Linked DNA regions of Zeugodacus cucurbitae: region 1 is linked to region 2. The links are chromatin contacts, called in public Hi-C maps. All regions are on one chromosome and are shown on one strand. Each heading gives the region's core, a stretch centred on a gene start, on an enhancer-like site or on the middle of the called end of the contact. The rest is flanking DNA. Distances are from core to core; before and after follow the strand shown. Region 1 holds the start of Kcnq5_2 (potassium voltage-gated channel subfamily KQT member 5). Region 2 holds the start of LOC105211193 (general odorant-binding protein 56h).

What was found. A called contact is a pair of places that touch in the nucleus more often than the background predicts.
Region 1: a contact with region 2 is called in a Hi-C map of whole body, with 5 times the contacts expected there. The contact joins the promoter of Kcnq5_2 here to the promoter of LOC105211193 in region 2. A contact is called at or near these places in 2 of 2 Hi-C or Micro-C datasets (both in whole body).

Annotation. Positions count from the first base shown.
Region 1 is chr6:5,214,097-5,218,566 of idZeuCucr1.2, forward strand. It overlaps Kcnq5_2 (potassium voltage-gated channel subfamily KQT member 5), which reads right to left and starts at 2,732. Exons shown (of 15, transcript XM_029039616.2): 1 at 2,254-2,732. Trnal-caa (transfer RNA leucine (anticodon CAA)) reads right to left here and starts at 3,431; the gene lies at 3,305-3,431.
Region 2 is chr6:4,932,844-4,937,388 of idZeuCucr1.2, forward strand. LOC105211193 (general odorant-binding protein 56h) reads left to right here and starts at 2,985. Exons shown (of 2, transcript XM_011182529.3): 1 at 2,985-3,142; 2 at 3,227-3,745. The coding sequence starts at 3,089. The coding sequence ends at 3,580. It overlaps LOC114803865 (small nucleolar RNA U3), which reads right to left and starts at 4,152; the gene lies at 3,939-4,152. Trnae-cuc (transfer RNA glutamic acid (anticodon CUC)) reads right to left here and starts at 805; the gene lies at 734-805.

The DNA of each region.
Region 1 (4,470 bases), core at 1,482-3,981, 280 kb after region 2:
AAGATATGCAATTAAGTTATTTTTGAAACAGAAAGAAAAGGAAATATTAGAAAATTAAGTTTGTGAGTCTGTATTTATTTCATAAATAGTCATGAATACAGTTATATTTATGTACATAATTAAAATAATTAATAGTGGCATTTTCATTACATAAATATCAACAATTTTCATTAAAATTTTTAAAAAATATTTTCTATTTTAAATGCGTTTTTTAACAAATATTTTAATTTATGGGCTAATATTTGGTTCCATCTTCAGTTTTGCGTAAATATGGAGCAATAATTTCTATGTTATACAAACCACGACAGAAACATTTTTTTCCTGAAAGCATAGAGGAGGTCACTTTATATTTACTCATACATAAGCGTAGGGATGAAGTGCCTCTAAATTTAAAGATTTTCAAACGTTCTTTGTATGGAAATTTCTCAAAATTGACTTTATAAGTGTCAAAGCATGTGTTTAAAAATTCTTCCTCAGTTACCTTTCTTGGAAAATTTATGCCTCTAAAAATTAGATCTCTCATATTCTAATTTGGAATACTCCAAATAATAGAAAATATGACGTGTGGAAGACTACTTGAAATGGTATAAAGAAAATATTTTTCCTGTAAACCTAAATACATATGTATATACATATATTCCACAAATCTTAAGGTGAAATAAATAAAAATAAAATAATTTCAATACAAAAGCAACAAAAACTACTTCATTAATATTATCTACCATAAATTACCTCAACAATAGATTTAGTTTTCAATTATGTACGCATAAATATACATATGTCTAATAACACTTGAAATAAAGTCATAAATCTTGCGTGAAACCACATTGCCCCTGCTACTCAGTGGGTTAATAATGTATATTACTAAATAACGAGTAAATATATAGCTGCATATATAAGATTTTTGCGAGCGCAAATTCCAATACAAATTAAACGGAATTTAAGAAAATTCTAAGTATTTATATATTATATCAAATAAAATTAAATTGTCACTCTTATACAGTGGGTCCGCTATAGATTTGCGCCAGCCGTTGCTCTCACCGGCTAACAAACGATTAGACGCATATGCTTTTGTATTGGTTTATACATGTGTATGTGTGAATATGTGTGTCTGTGGGTGTTATAGGAGGTTATATGTGCCGTACATGCGGGTGTATATGTGCGCCGTTATGTGGCGCGCCGAAAGTGCGGAGACAGCTGATTATGGCGACTTCTTCGGGGTATAAAAAGTGCGACGGAAATGCTTTCAACGCATTACTCGACAAATTAAATAAATACATAGGTGTAGAAGTATTTCAATTAATAATAAATAATACAAGTAAAAACTACCAACTAAAACAGTTAATTAATGCACTTGAGAGTAAATTAAATACAATTTGTTTGGAGAATAATTTACGGAAACAGCACGAAGTAGTGTTTGATTAATCGTTTTGAAACATAAGCAGATTTAATTTTGGTTGAATATTTTATAAACAGTTAATTTTTGGTATATTTTATTTTTGAAAATTTTGAGAAATTAAATTTGTATTGATTTATGAAAATTTTTGAAAATTATAATTTATTTGTATAATTTTTATTGAAAAAGTTAAAGTTAATTTTTTTTGAAAATATGCTAAAAACGTATATGATAAATTAACATTTTTCAATCAAATATATTGTTTTGAAATAATGTTTAAATTTTTTAAAATTTATTGGAATTAAAAAAAAATTATATAAAAAATAAATAAAAATAAAAAATATTGTAAAATTTTTAAATAAAATGAATTCTTAAAAAAATTTTAATAAAAAAAAAATATTCAATTTTTTTATTCATTTTTTTTATCAAAATTTTATCACTTTAAAAAATTCAATTAATTTTTTTTTTCAATAAATTCTTAAAATGCGAATGGATTATTGTTTGTTTTTTAATTTAAAGAATAAAATTTAAGACCTTGAAACTATGAAATAAAATATTTAAAAATTTATTTTTTCATAGAGTATAAAATGAAATTAATTTTTATTATTTTTTTGTTTAATCTTGAAACAAATAATTAAAAAATCTATAAAAATTTACAATTTATATTTCACTTGCAAAAAATTGTGAAATTTTATTTTCATAGTTTATTATACTCGGCACGTTTGCTATTTATATTTGGCCGCCTACTAAGGCCAATTATATATAGCGTTCATCAGAAAGCATGCGTCTTTCATACTTAATATAATTTACTATAGATTAAGATTATTTAAGACAATACAACATAATCAAATGCTTACCTTTCGTGAGCCAGTGGATTGCCAAAGTGTTTCAGCGGAGCGAGAGCTTAATATTCCTACAAAAGCGTAACTTTCGATTTTCGCGCCAATAATTTACTCGTCGTTGAGTCAACCAACACAATGCCTAACTAAATCTATTTACATATCTAACTATGTGTAGTACATGTGCGCTCCGATTTTCCACGCTTAAGCGAATTTGTTTTTTTTTATATTTAATAAACAAAACAAGAAAACCCTCTAACATTAACTTGCATTTGGCCCGCTTTTCCCGATCTACTCACTTGTTTTGGTATTGAAAACTCAAAACTATATACAAAACGCTTTTGCCACAAGCAAATTTTAATAATATGCTCCAAATGCTACACACAACAAGTCAATTGATTGGCGTCACCTAAGGCCATTAGCAACAGGCGAGAAAACACTCTCAGCAAGTGCCTCAACAACGAGGAGACACGACGCAACGCAACGCCTCCTCCTCCATACAGGCCGACCAAGCTAAACGGACGGGCAGGCAGGCAGCTAGCAAGAAGGCTAGCAGGCAGTCGGACGGTCAGCGTTAAGAGCTAACAAGCCAGACGCTGAAGCCGAAAAAAAATCTTAATAGAAACAAAACATAAATAAATACGTACATGAAATATTTAAATATTCATTGTACAACAAAACAGTTGTACTTCGCAAAGATAACAATAACAACAATATTAGAATAGAGTGTGTCAGAACAAAATAGATGTATGTACGTTTGTAAGTAGTACTTGGTGGCCCACGCGCATACTTTTTGGAAAATTGCTTGTTTTGTCATCACCTTGTTGTTATTACCCAGAATGTATGATTTGTTTTTCTTTATTGTTACTGTCTATTTTGTGGCTGTCTGCAATATAAAATTAGCAAAATCTTTTTTGTTATGAATACAAAAGATGAGTCGCATTTCGCAGCGTGAAAAAAGTGTGAAAATAGGAAAATCACTGTGTGGTCTGAGATTTAAATAAAAAAGAATATTAAAAAATTGTTTCATAAAAAAAATGAAAAATTAAAATAAAAACCAAAAAATTCTTGTCAGAAGTGGGATTCGAACCCACGCCCTCAGAGAGGACCAGAAAGCTCCATATGAAACCCATCAATCGTATGATAGGCAAGTTTGCACTTGAGTCTGGCGCCTTAGACCGCTCGGCCATCCTGACAGTTGGATAAAGTGCGTCAAAGTACACACTTCAGTATAACTAAAATAAAATCTTTAAAATCTTTAATAATTTTTTTTTTCAATTTATCACGCTTATTTCAATTTTCATTGATATTTTAAATTCTTGAAAACAGGAAATATTTGCTATCTAAACAAATTTAAGATGAAATTGTTTCAAGAGCACGTGCGGTCTCACAGAACTAACTGTTTGTTGCACCATCTAACGACATTATACGGTAACCGCTCAGAAAGATATAACCCTTAGCAAAGACTGCAACAACAAGCATCTGATAAGCCGTTCACAATGAGTCTTCAAGAAGAAATTTCTACTACAGATTTTGCTGGATATATTGCAATAACCGATCGATCCATTTGAGAGTGTGCAGAACACTTTTCTCAAAACGAAAAGCAAACGTTACATATATGTAATACACTACTCTTTTCGTTTTGATAGCCAAGCTGACTTAGACCAATTCCTTAAGACTATGTCGATGACTTCGAACGCTATCGCATAAGGTGTTTCTTTGGATGGTTGACTGGTATTTAGGCTATCATACGATTCACTGTGCTCAGAAAAATCAGGGATTTTTTTACCTTAGGTGTCATCTTTCTTTTTTATTAAAGCAATGGTACTGTAAAAAATATATCGTAACAAGCAGCTGAAGTCTGAGTATTTTTAAAGGTGGAGTTCTATCATTTCATCATTTTATATGCCTACAGTTATAAGAGCACTTCAAAGAACTCTTTGCTTAATATTAGCATCCATACCCAAAAAGCCATTTGAAACATTTCTGTAGTGCTCGCTGTCGAATGGTATTTTGAGAATGTCTTGAAATGATAAATGGGATAAGTGATATTCCTGCTTCATATCGCTGCTGTGTTATGGATCTTACACTACTATACATATTATCACCAATGCATTTTCCGATTTATAGATATGAATACAATTATTCTTCATTACAATCATGATTCTACTGACATTCTGACGATATTTCCAGTTGAACCGAGGTGTCACCGTCAAAATTATATTGTCTATAAGC
Region 2 (4,545 bases), core at 1,735-4,234:
AACAAGGTACAAAGCGCACGCTTCCTTATTGCCTTGTGTTGGCTTTTGGTGCTCTTTAATTGTCTTATCGCTGCAATTGTGGCAAGTTCTTGTGTGTAGCGAGTTATTGCCCAGTGGTATTGTTTGGTTTTGGTAAAATGAAAAATATTATTAACTTGAATTATTTAACATAAGTCATGGTTCTGTTGTTGTTAACAAATTTTTCCGTATTACACCAAATATTTCTTTATTTTGTTAGTTTAAGCGGGAGGCACTTAAAAGAGCAATAAAAAGAATACTAAAAAGTTTTCCCTGCGCAAAAGTGCGGAAATTGAATTAAATTACTTATTCAGACGCCCGGCGGCGCAGGGAGGAATAGGTAGCCACACTAACAAATGTATTTAGTTATGTACGTCTATTGTGTATCTTTTTTAGTGCCACCTCTTGCTGGAAAATTAAAGATCCTTTGTAATTTTGTTTGGATTGGACTTTTTCATATTTTTTATTGCAATCCACAATTCCATAAATTTATTATAAGCGCTACAAATTGTACAAAGACTTCAGTAATATTTTAACAAACTCTCTAATTAAATGGATGTTAATTATATTTGAACTATAAATATAAAAATATACATCTTTATAGGTATATTTTCTGTTAAATTACTAAAAAAAAATTAATAAAAAAAAAAAATTAAATTTAAAAATAATTAATTAAATTATTGAAACAAAAGAAACATAAAAATAAAAAACAATTTTCCCATACCGGGAATCGAACCCGGGCCTTCCGGGTGAGAGCCGGATATCCTAACCACTAGACAATATGGGACTGTTAAACAAACGCTCACAAATGTTTCACTTGTTCGTCGCTCAACATGATATATTTACTCACCATACCATTTATATTCACCACTTCTATCTATACTGGGTATACCACATATATACACCACTTCTAACTGTATATGGTGAATACGAAAGTGTAGATATGTATGTGATCGGATATATTTACTTGTAAAACGTGTTGAAAGAAGATTTATTTTACAAATCTTGACTTTTCGTTCAAAAAATATATTAAAATCTAAGAAAATTCTCATTTTTTACTGACCACAATATGATTCATGCTAGATACATCACCCATCTCCTAGAATCGCATCATATTTGCCCAGTCGCCCCAGAGTTTGATGAGAAGTTTTGGCTCTGGGTTGCTAATGTATCAGTACTAGATTATTAATTTAATTTAATTTAATCACAAGTACATTTGAAATTAGCAAAATTTCTTTGAGTTTTCGTATAATATTTACTTGCTGTGGAAATATTTAATTTTTATTAAAAATTAATTTATTTTACCCATTAATACTAAGTACCCACTATCTCTATGACAACTTATACGAGGGCTGCTATATATATTTCTGGCCTAGGCAACACTTAGTGGTGCCAGGTGCAATCTGACATTTCCATTGGAAAGTTTGACATTTTTTAACATAAGATCACTCAGAACGTTTTGTCATTTAATCGTGAATTGTTTTATTTACAGGGAATTAAAAAATTCATCTCGGCCAAAAAATGGACGCGGATTATCGCGACAAGAGTGCATAGAAAATCTTTGTATGGCTTTGAAGCACCATCCTATAGCACTGTGAAAAACTGGTACAAGGAATGCAATCGTGGCCGACGCTCGCTCAAAGACGAATTCCGTGAAGGTCGTCCAAAAACAGCCGTTGTGCCAGAAAACATCGATGCCGTACGTGAACTGATAATGCAAGACCGTCATGTAACATACCTTCAGATAGAGACATGCCTATGTATTTCTCCCACCAGCATACATTCGATATTGCATGAACACCTGCCCGTAAAATAGGTTTATTCTCGTTGGATCCCGCACAATTTGACAATCGCTTAAAAAAGGCTCAAAAAAAGTGCTTCGAAAATTGGTTTGAGCGCATGCAAAAGTGTATAAATCTTGATGGAGAATATTTTGAAAAACAATAAAACCATTTTCGTTGATAAATATTCCTATTTTCATTATTAGGCCAGAAATATATATAGCAGCCCTCGTAGCTAATAAGGCAATTCATATAATAATTTAATTATGTACATATATAACATAAGAGCACTTATATGATTACAGTTATCAATTTGTAAAAACAGAATGTAAAGCTAGACTTCATAGAATTTAATTGAATTTATTCAGAACATGGATAATTCTGATCTAAGCGGTTTATTAAATTAAATGATGAATATTATTTAAGGTCGTTTACTCAAAATATGACATATTGAAATGTTTTAATAGTCGAAACATTATGAATATATTCATTGCTCATAGGAAAAGCAACTTATTGTTAAATTGCTAGGAGATATCTAGAGAAAAATTCTACAAAAAAATAACTGTATATTTTTGAAACTTGGAACATGATTACGGTTTAGCTTAAAACTGGCCAGAGTCCATCAGAGTACAGATCAGTCATCTCTGACACAATTCTGGAATCAACTAGCAGGGATTATAGCAAAATTTGCAAACAATGAAGGTTTATTCAACCCAAAGGGTCAGTTGATGCTTTCATACAATTATTAATTTTTACTCATTCACACATATTTCGCAGAAGTTTCAAATGTTATTTAATCATTTCGTAATCGTATTACAATTGTGCTCTGTTTATATGTGTTTATTCGAAAATAATTTTCCGAAGCAACAACAACAGCTCTCCGTAAGCATAAATCAGACACTGTCAGTTAAATTAGCCCATAGTTTAGTTAATTGACAAACAAAAACTTTCATAATTGACAAATTACGAACAATTGTTCACTGACATTCTGCCACAATTTGAAAATGTTGTTGAAAAACTTTAGTGAACTGAGTAATTTATGGCACATGGCTGGCAAAATTAGTGTGAAAATTGTTGGTGATGAATTAAAAATCGGACCAACATATGTTTGTACGCATGTTCGAGTATAATGCGCATTAATTAGACCATGAATTTGACAATAAATAAAAGCTTTCATGTATTTCGATTATCCGAGTATAAATTCAAACTCCATTGTTTAGATAATTCAGTAACATTTCTGACCTCATTTGTTGAACACAAATCTGCGCGCATCCTTTTAAACGGTCACAATGCATACATTCTACATTTTGGTAACAATGGCGGCGCTCGTCACGTTGGCAGTGGTGGGTACAAAAAATATATAATATCTTCAATTAATATGTAAAGATGCCAAATAGCTCGTACTATATCAATATTTTCCATGCCAGTGTCAATTTCCAGCCGATATGGAGAAATTCCATAAAGCTTGCATGGACGAAGCCAAAGTCACGGAGGAAGAACTGAAGCAATTCTTTCAAAATGGCATGAAAGCTGATGAAGCCAAGGAAAATATAAAGTGTCACACAAAATGCTTGATGCAAAAACAAGGCATATGGAAGGATGGTGTCTTCAATGCTGATGCCAAAGTTAAAGAGCTCATGCAAATGCCAAAATTAAAGGGCCACGAAGCCGAAATCACACAAGCCATGAATAATTGTAAGAACGAGAAAGGTGCTAATGAATGTGATACGGCTTTTAAGATTACCATGTGCCTCAAGGAGTTTAGGTCAAAGAATCCCTAGGAATTCAAAGTTCTCTGCTCTACATGCTGCTTTTATCTGCCCTGGATTGTTGATCGATTGTTTTAAGAGAGTTCTCTATTAGAAAATGTACATCTGCTGATTTTTATATGTTATTTGGTATAAGGGATTAATAAATATGAAATGTGTCTATTAAAAATTAAAAAACATATTTCGGAATAATTTACTCTGTCGGAGGTATTAGTGGAAAATCCTGTGATAAGCAAACTCGTTTATATCATTTCCTTAATATTTTCTCTACTAAGATCTACAAATCTCAACCTTAATATAAGATTTCGATTCATGTTTTACTATTTAATACTATAATTTTTGAATTTATCAATTTAAAATTTTTTGATCGACCACTCAGAAGTCGTTTTATCCGTTGTAACCGAGCGATCATCGAAGAAACATCAATTCAAATATGTCATAAGACAAAATTAGAAATGAAGTTCATAAACCTCACGCTGTCAGATAAAACGATATACCTCCTCATCGCGGGTTCGAATACTTTCGATTTGCAAAGAAAGTAAATGAAGACTGACTACAGAAATGATCCTGTGAAGTATAGTCTTAGCTTAACAACGATCAGCACGCAGTATTTCAACAAAAATAAATATAAAGTGGTTGAGAAGTGAATTGTCACGAAAGAACTGTAAAAGCGACGATCGAAACATTCTTGAGATATTTATTTAAGAAACAAAAACAACAATCACCGAAACTCAGTGTGTGTAAAGAAAAGGTAGCTAGTACACTCGCAACCATGAGATGCTCACCCCACACTAGCGCGCTACTAAGCGTACGTGAGTAGGTAGCGTTAATATGTAGTAACAACAACAATGTTCTTTGGTGAATTTATAAATTTATTTTTAGGCTTTGCTATATCAGTATATGTATATACATACATATCATTAGAAATACCGAGAAATATTTTGAATTTTACTAGTTCAGTTAGTGTTAGCATTAAA